Linked DNA regions of Mus musculus: region 1 is linked to region 2. A link is a contact called in public Hi-C data. All regions are on one chromosome and are shown on one strand. The core of a region is the stretch at or near the end of the contact, and the rest is flanking DNA. Distances in the headings are between cores, read along the strand shown.

Region 1 (3,948 bases), core at 1,242-3,741, 70 kb before region 2:
ATCATATAATATATAAGTATTGTACACGTTTGTAGGAATTTCTTGCTTCCTTAATTAGAATTTTGAATATTTGGTTTTTCTCCAAATGAGTTCCATTCAGTTGAGTTAAATGTAAAAGTTGTAGACACACTGAAAACTCCACTTAAAATTTTCAGCAGGGCCCTAAATGTCCCAGATCACCATATTATAATCAAAGATCAATGTTTATGTTACTTTAATAAGAAAATAAATACTAAATAGAAAAGGAATACTAAATAAAAATTACTAAATACCCAAAGGAAAAAGAAAATGATACACATTGTATCACCATGTGTACAGAGTTTAGAAATTTGAGATGTATTTATTTATAATTAACATGTTTTTTAAAATGCTTGGAGAAAAAAAATCAAGAAATATATTTTACACAGAAAGTGTGTAGTATTGTATTAATGAAACAAAAACCACATAAAAATGTGTACTGGCAAGTTCATTCCATACATGTGTTTACTGTCTTTTCGAAGGCTAAAGATAGTTTATCAATTAAAATGTACTTTAAGGATTCAGTAGTTTATTAGAAACTTAAGAATACATACAGGAGTTAAAATTTTTGGAGTTTTGAAATTCCTTTTAACAAGAAATAGAAAAAGGAAATAATAACAATAGCAATTACAATGTTTACAAAGGGTTTTACATTTCCAATATTCCTATGACTCTGCTTGAAGCTCATAAAATTAAAATGATATAGTCACAATTTGTTTCTTGACTATTTTATATGCAGTAATTTTTAATGAAGCAACTAAATTAGGCATAACTTACTGCAGCTTTAATGTAGTTATGATGAATATATTTTACTTGATTAAAAATGATAAAAACCAGGGAGCCTTAAATATTATCTTAAAAGATTAACTACTGTGTCAATTAAAAATCTAGGAGAAAGGTATTTATGAGGAATAGCTTTCCTGAATAGTAACTTCCTTTGTTCATTTCATTTAATTAATGACTCAATCGACTTTTACTTTCTCCACAACATGTTCCTAAATTACACGCAAATGGAACTGCCCACAGCCGAACTGTTTTGGTTAAACACTGACAGAAGATTCGGGAATTAATACAATTCTTATTGGTGAGACAACTAGTTGATGGTGTTCAGTGTACAGAGGACTGAAGGACTCCAAATTCTACAACATATTACATATTATTACATATTACCCAAAGCAGCATGAATAAATACTGGCAAAAAAAAAAAAAAGTCGAGTTATTTGGGTATGGAGAATGTTGGGGAGGCTCACTTTTAGAATGACTGTGACACGGAGTCCTGTCTCTGTGCTTTCAAAATGATCAAGCAAACTTTTGCACTTCCTGTCTCATGATGCTCAATTCACCAAAGTTTCCAAGCAGTACCTAACTACACGGAAGGAAATCGATGCCATGCTTCTATAGTGTGTGTTTGTTTCATCTACAAAGAATGAAACCATGCCAAAAAAAGAACAAGTTTGGATACCTGTGCTTCATTTTGTTTTGTTTTCTCTTTCAGAATACAGGTAAATTGTCAATAGATGACAAATTTCTTGTAAAGAATGCAGTCTCATGACCTTCGTTTTAGTACCAAACTCTCCTAAGCAGGTGTCTCTGGGGAGCTACTAGCCAAGAGTCTTGCTCTTTAAACCTTCACCAACTGAACAGAACCACACAGTCTTGCCTTCTAGTCTAGGCTCTCTGCCAAGTGTCCCGTCACTAAAGTGACAAATAAAAAGGCAAATGAGCCTGTCCTTAAGTCCTGCAACCAGGGTCAAAGGGTTTCCAAATGCTAAAGAAACCCTTGTCCTTGGCAAAGGAACCTGGGACTACTGAGAAAGGAAGAAGAGAGAAAGGGAAGGGAGAGAGAGGAGGGGAGGAAGGGAGGACCTGAGGCTCAGCATTAGTTAGTTAAAGTTAGAGTGAGGGGTGGGGAGCATTTGAACAGTCTTTAAAAGAAGCTGCACAGAACTAGAGGGGTGTGGTTTTGTAGTCTACCGCTACAGCAGAAGCGTCTGACAAGGTAAACACTCTGCCAGAGGAGCCTGCATTATGGAACAGGGACGCTTCAAAGCGCTGTCGTAGTGTACAAAACTCTTTTGGGACTCTTGCAGTAAGAGGGAATGAGAGTGCAGCCCAGCGGTTCGCCTAGACTCTTCCCTCCAAAGACCTGACTGACCAGTGTCCCTTTCTAATTACTGGAGTCAGAAGTGAACGTCACTCTCACATCTGCCTCACTCTCCAGGGCGCGCTAAGCTTGGCCCAGATCAGACCTCAGATAGGACCTTCTCTAATTCCCAGTCTGGGTCCGCACATCCTGGGACGCCAGAGTCCCTAGCCCCGCCCCCTGTCCCCAAGAGCGTCCCCTCCCCCGCCTCCCCAGACTCTCCACGCGCTGCGGGACGCTGATTGGCCATGGTGCTGACAGGAGGCGGGGCCAGGAAGTCCGGCCAAACCCGCCCTCGCGTATAAGCCTCTTCTGCGCTCGCTCTCTCCACCTCTCTCCTCTTTCTCTCTCGCTCCCTTCGTCTCTGCAACTGAACAGTGAAAATTCACATTGTGGATCCGCTAACAGGCACAGATGTCATGTGAAAACGCACATGCTCTGCAATCCATGCCGCCTTTCTTTCTTTTCTGTTTCCTTTTTTTCCCCCTTGATAATTCTCCCTCTTCTTTGTAACTAACAAAACCACCACCAACTCCTCCTCCTGCCGCTGCCCTCCTCCTCCTCCTCAGTCTAAGTGATCACAAAAGAAATCTCCGAGCCCCGAGGCGGTGGCATTTTTTTTTTTTAAAGCAAGCACATTGGAGAGAAAGAAAAAAAGAAACAAACAAACAAACAAAAGCAAAACAAAACCCAGGCACCAGCAGCTAGGACATTTTTTTTCCACTCTGCCTGAAAACAAACAAACAGCCATCAGAAACAGTCATCAGCAACAGCATCAAAACTGTTAGCTTAGCGGCGGCGGCCACCGTCACCCTGTGGCCACGACATCTGCCTAAAGGGATGCTTCTCTCAGCGGAGCAGCTCTTCGCCGACCGCCTTCTTCCCTCGTGCTGAGCGGAATTTTTGGGTTCTCTGGGGTTCGGGCTGGGAGCTTCATGACTACGCGGAGCAGGACAGCGGCCACATCATGCGAGGTAAGCGAGCCCGCGGGCGGGCGCCCAGAGCAGGACAACTCTAGCTAGACCGGGAGCTTTGGGGGAGGGGAGAGCTCTCGGCCCAAGGGAAGAGAGATTGGCTACTCGAGGCTCCCCGAGTTCGGTTCGCAGGTGGGACTGCAAATGGCCTGGGCTTGGAAAGTTGTGGGAAGGTGTGGAAGGCTCGGGGATTTTGGCAGGACGCTGAAGGGCGCATTTTTTGGAGACCAGGACAGTGCTAATCGCGCCTCCCAGTTCTGGATTTGAATCTTTTCTGCGCGTCGCTCTCCGGTGCGCCACAGGACACGGGATAGAGAGCAGGAAGTCGGGTGACTTTGGGTAGAAGAGGCTGGCAGCTCGCATCCCGCCGTGGTCGCTAGCCATAGGTGAACTCCCTGGCATAAGTGGGGATCACACTGGCCCAGGCTGCCAGATGCAGGAGCAGTCTATAAGCGCGTCTCTTTCTAGAAATAGTAAACACGGTATGCTCCCGAGAACCGGGAAGCAGATGCTTACGTCTGGACCTTCCTTGGGTCCCCTCTTCCCCGTTCTGCTTCACTCTGGATAGGCCGACCCCCCTCTCGCCCTAACACTCCCCCCCCCAAAAAAAAAGTTGGTAGGAGAAAGTTCTGGAGAGTGAAGGCCATACTACTCACATCGGAGAAAACAGGGTCTCAAGCTCTTTTGTGGGATAAAGGACCAAAATAGAAGCTAATACTAAGTGCACCTTCTGGATAGAACCACCACTGTCAATGTTGGTGCTATCTCAGGGACAAGTGGCCCTCAGGGAAGACAGAGCTCAGTCTCCTGCTC
Region 2 (3,908 bases), core at 462-2,961:
CAGGCTCTTCACAGAGCCAAGGCAGAGTCTGGGTGGGTGTCCAACTCTGCACTTTCCCCTCCAGCCCATAAATCTTACCTGGTCTCCAATTTACATTATACTGCAAAGCACAGAGCCTCTGGGGAACTTGGTTTTCTTACCTAGAGAGGGACTTCTTCACTCTAACACACCACTAGATGAGAGATCACTTTGCAACTTTTGCTAGGGTTTAGTCAAAGCAAGCTCCCCAGGGGCTCTCCTATTATACCCTGAGGTACTAGATGAAAAGCCTTCACTTTCTCTTCTTTAAAATTCAGGCTCCTAAACTCAGTGGGATGGGAAACCACACACAGCATTTATTTACAAAAGAAATTGTCACTGCCCTTAAAGGAAAATAGCAAAGTACTGGGAGACTTAAAGAAAATATGGTCTGTGTGTCATGATTCAAAAGTCACAGAAAATACTTTTTTTTATATATCGATTTTGCACGTATCCCACAGAATGCCCAGGAATGAACTCTTCCTGCGCACAGATGCCTGAGGGAGTCTGGGAGTGAGCCTGGCACTGCAGAACGGGCTATTTTTGGAAGGAGCCAAGACCTGCAATTGCCTGTCGTGGAGAAAGATGTACCGGTGTGATAGCCGGTTATTGAACTGGGGGCATTGGCAATTGATGAGGTGATGGTATCACCCTTAAAGTTCAGGTCACGGGAGGAAAAAGGGTGCTCCTGAGGGTAATGAGATACAAACACAGCCGACCAGACTGCCATTGCCCTCATCTTAATTAAACCCAGTAAGGAAAAAAGAAAAAAAAAAAAAAAAAAACAACTTGGGATGTTTCTATCCCTTCTACACTCCAGGCCAGTCACGGGACCAATTAGCTCAATTCAGCTGAAATCCCCTTTTCCTCCATAGGTTTTACTTAATTACTTCATGTTTCCTTCTCCAGGTGGAACATGACAATGTATGCTAAAGCAAGTCCCCATGTCTTGTGAAATACACTCCCCGCTTCCAGCTTCCACCTCCCCTGGTGTGAAGCACTAAGGAGAATGTAAGGCAATTGCCTCTTGAAGGACTGTTCAAAAACCAGCAAACCAGCCGAATTCAAGAGGTTAATTTCCACCCTTCAGAGCCTTTTAATTGTAGATCACAAAGATCTCAGATCTTCTAATAAATTATTTTGTTAATTCGGTCAAGTGCCCCATTTTCCCACCCTAGAAAATATAACAGAATGTGTCGCCATAACACAAGCTTCACACACATTTCTCTTGCTGAAAAGACTCTACTGCTCTTCCTTTTCTAAAGCAAAGGATGGCATGGCCCACTTTGGGCAATTAGTCCACTGGTACATCCTGTGGAGAATCTGAGCCAGTCTGTCTTATGAGATGTTAACAATCAGTCACTTGGGAATGTCACTTGTCCAAGTGGTTTTTCTATTTGTCCCACCTCAAGGATGACGTGTGTGCTTGGATTTTTCCTATAGAATGCATTTTCCTTGCATTCTTTAGATGCCATCTGAAAACCATCATAATCCAAAGGCTGAATTTTGGTGGCTAGGAAAACCTGGGCCTAATAATCAGAGAGCTCAGTGTGAGGATTTTATTGGTCTGCTCTGTGTGACTGTAACAGTGTTGACATGAAATCAAATTCAATTAGCATAGACTTGCTAATGACCTGCACTGCTTCTAAAACACACAAGGACAAAACACTTGGCCCAAAAGCTCCCACTTACCAGAGTTTCCAACTCCTTTTGGTTTTTTTGTTAGAGCAGTAGCCAACAGCCAGATTGTCTCCATAGATGCACCCTAAAGCACTTCGCTAATGAAACACTTGACCAACCACGCCTGTGAGTGGTGAAAGGGAGGGGGTGGGGGAAGTTCTGTCCTCAGGTGCTCTTGAAGTGGTTTCTGAAGCCACTGTGGAGCATGCACTGCGTCTCTGGAGGATACGTTGGCTGGACAGAGTATCAAAGCAGCTAGGGGAAATAAGGTCTGTGGTCAGGATTGTGTTTCAGTAAGGCTAGAGTCACCCTCACTGAATGTTCAGGAGGCCAGCCCACTATCAGAGCAGCACTTTAAAGAAACAGAGGAGCCTTTATGATGTCCCGCCATGGCAGGAAGATGAAGAGGAGGTCCATTCTAGACTGCCACAGCTTTGATTGACTACCTCCCTATTGTTTCTTTCCTGATCGCCTGGCAGGCTCATCATAACACCCTTTGTCTCCCAGCAAAGAGCAAGGAGAGTTCTGATTCACCTGTCCTCCTCTGTCCCACCAGCAAATAGTCCTTGCACTGAGTCACTATCTTGAATCCTCAGTAAACACAGCAGTAGATAATAATGCCTGATGTTTAAAATGCCTGGATTCTGTCATGTTGTTTCTTATGTTAATTCTTCATGGTTTCCTTCCAGACACATCCTCAAACTTTTTTTTCTCTCTTGTAACCTATACATATATTTTTTAATTTAATATCACATTCTTTATCAAATATGCTGTTGAAGGCAGTTGTGTAAGGTGGTAAGCATTACAGAGCTCCAAAAAGGAAATTCAGGCACCTGGTGTAAATGTTCCTACTTGTATGTCTGGGCATTTGCCATCACCTGCACACAACACACAGTGTTGTCAGGTCATTGTAAAGCCTCAATGCCTCCCCAGGTCAGGGTCAACACACTTCAGCTTCTTAACATCTTTTACCTCATAAAGCCAGAAGTTAAAAACATCATGAGAAAGCCCTGACCTGGCTATATACAACTTAGAATCCAAGGAAGTAATGATAGAAATTTGATATATTTGACTAAGAAAAAACCCTAAAATGCTACTGACCTCTGCTCTTATAAGCGCCGAAAATAAAATAAGCACCAGAGGATATGCCCTAGGAAGAGAGACTATTTGTTAGCATTCCTTTTAGACTCTGCCCCACAGTCACCTGGCAATAGCCAGGTATGCCTGACTTACTATAAAAGGGACTGCTTGCCCCCTCCTCACTCTCTCTCTTACTCTCTTACTCTCTCTTCCCCTTCTCCCTCTCTCCTCATCTCCCTCCCCCCGCCTGTTCCTGCTCTCTCTCTTTCTCTCTCTCTCTCTCTCTCTCTCTCTCTCTCTCTCTCTCTCTCTCTCTCTCTCTCCCTCCTCTCTCTCTCCCTCCTCTCTCTCTCTCTCTCTCTCTCTCTCTCTCTCGCTCTCTCTCTCTCTCTCTCTCTCTCTCTCTCTCTCTCCTCCCTTCTCAACTTCCCTTCCCATGCTCTAAATAAATTCTATTCTATACTATAGGGTCCTATTGTATGTCTGGTACCTCAGGGGGGAAGGGATTCTCAGCATGGGCCCGCAGAGTTATACCCTCCCGACTCTCACTGTACCACTATCAGACATATCCTCGGCTCTTTTCTTTTTTTATAAAACACAACACTACTAAAGTGAAGGAAGCTATGCATAACACAGGCAGCCAGGCTGCCAAGTCACATGACACTTAGCCCTGATATTATTCAAAAGCAATGACACATTTCCTCCAGAGGAATCTAGTGGCAAATAAATATAAGGAATTTATACTACATTCAAATTCTTGGAATCACTTGAACACCTGTTTGACTAATGGCAAAAACAAACAAGCAAACAAACAAATAAAAACTTTATTACTGAAAAAAAAAAAGAACCTGTAGAGAGAAATTCTTCATCTCACTTTAGAAATAAGAAAACTGGGTCTCAACTTCATTGTTGGCTCCAGAGTTGCCCTGAAGTAATGTCTGCTAGGAGGAGCACTTCAAGGTCAGAGGAAGGGGTTAGCTGTCTGGGAATCTGTGTTTACTTAGATGTCACTCTCTCCACCTATTTGACATGGTTTAACCCAGCCAATCTCTTCCCCAGAGAAACTGAATCACTTTCCTGGAGTTTGCTAAGCTGTGTAGTAAATGGTGAAGCTTAGACCAATTAGACCT

Evidence for each region. Hi-C and Micro-C count contacts between places; a contact is called where the count stands out from the background.
Region 1: a Hi-C map of the C2C12 cell line shows a contact between it and region 2, with 2.0 times the contacts expected there. A contact is called at or near these places in 2 of 39 promoter capture datasets (cranial neural crest and embryonic stem cells), 8 of 484 Hi-C or Micro-C datasets (the C2C12 cell line, the N1E-115 cell line, brain and 4 more), 4 of 130 datasets of targeted methods (the NIH/3T3 cell line, astrocytes, embryonic forebrain and 1 more) and 1 of 9 other capture datasets (adipose tissue).

The regions. Positions count from the first base shown.
Region 1 is chr19:19,109,739-19,113,686 of GRCm38.p6, reverse strand. Rorb (RAR-related orphan receptor beta) reads left to right here and starts at 2,491. Exons shown (of 10, transcript NM_001043354.2): 1 at 2,491-3,135. The coding sequence starts at 3,129.
Region 2 is chr19:19,038,729-19,042,636 of GRCm38.p6, reverse strand. The region is part of intron 1 of Rorb (RAR-related orphan receptor beta); the gene reads left to right. Among named protein-coding and RNA genes, the nearest start is that of Rorb, 71 kb to the left of the region's middle.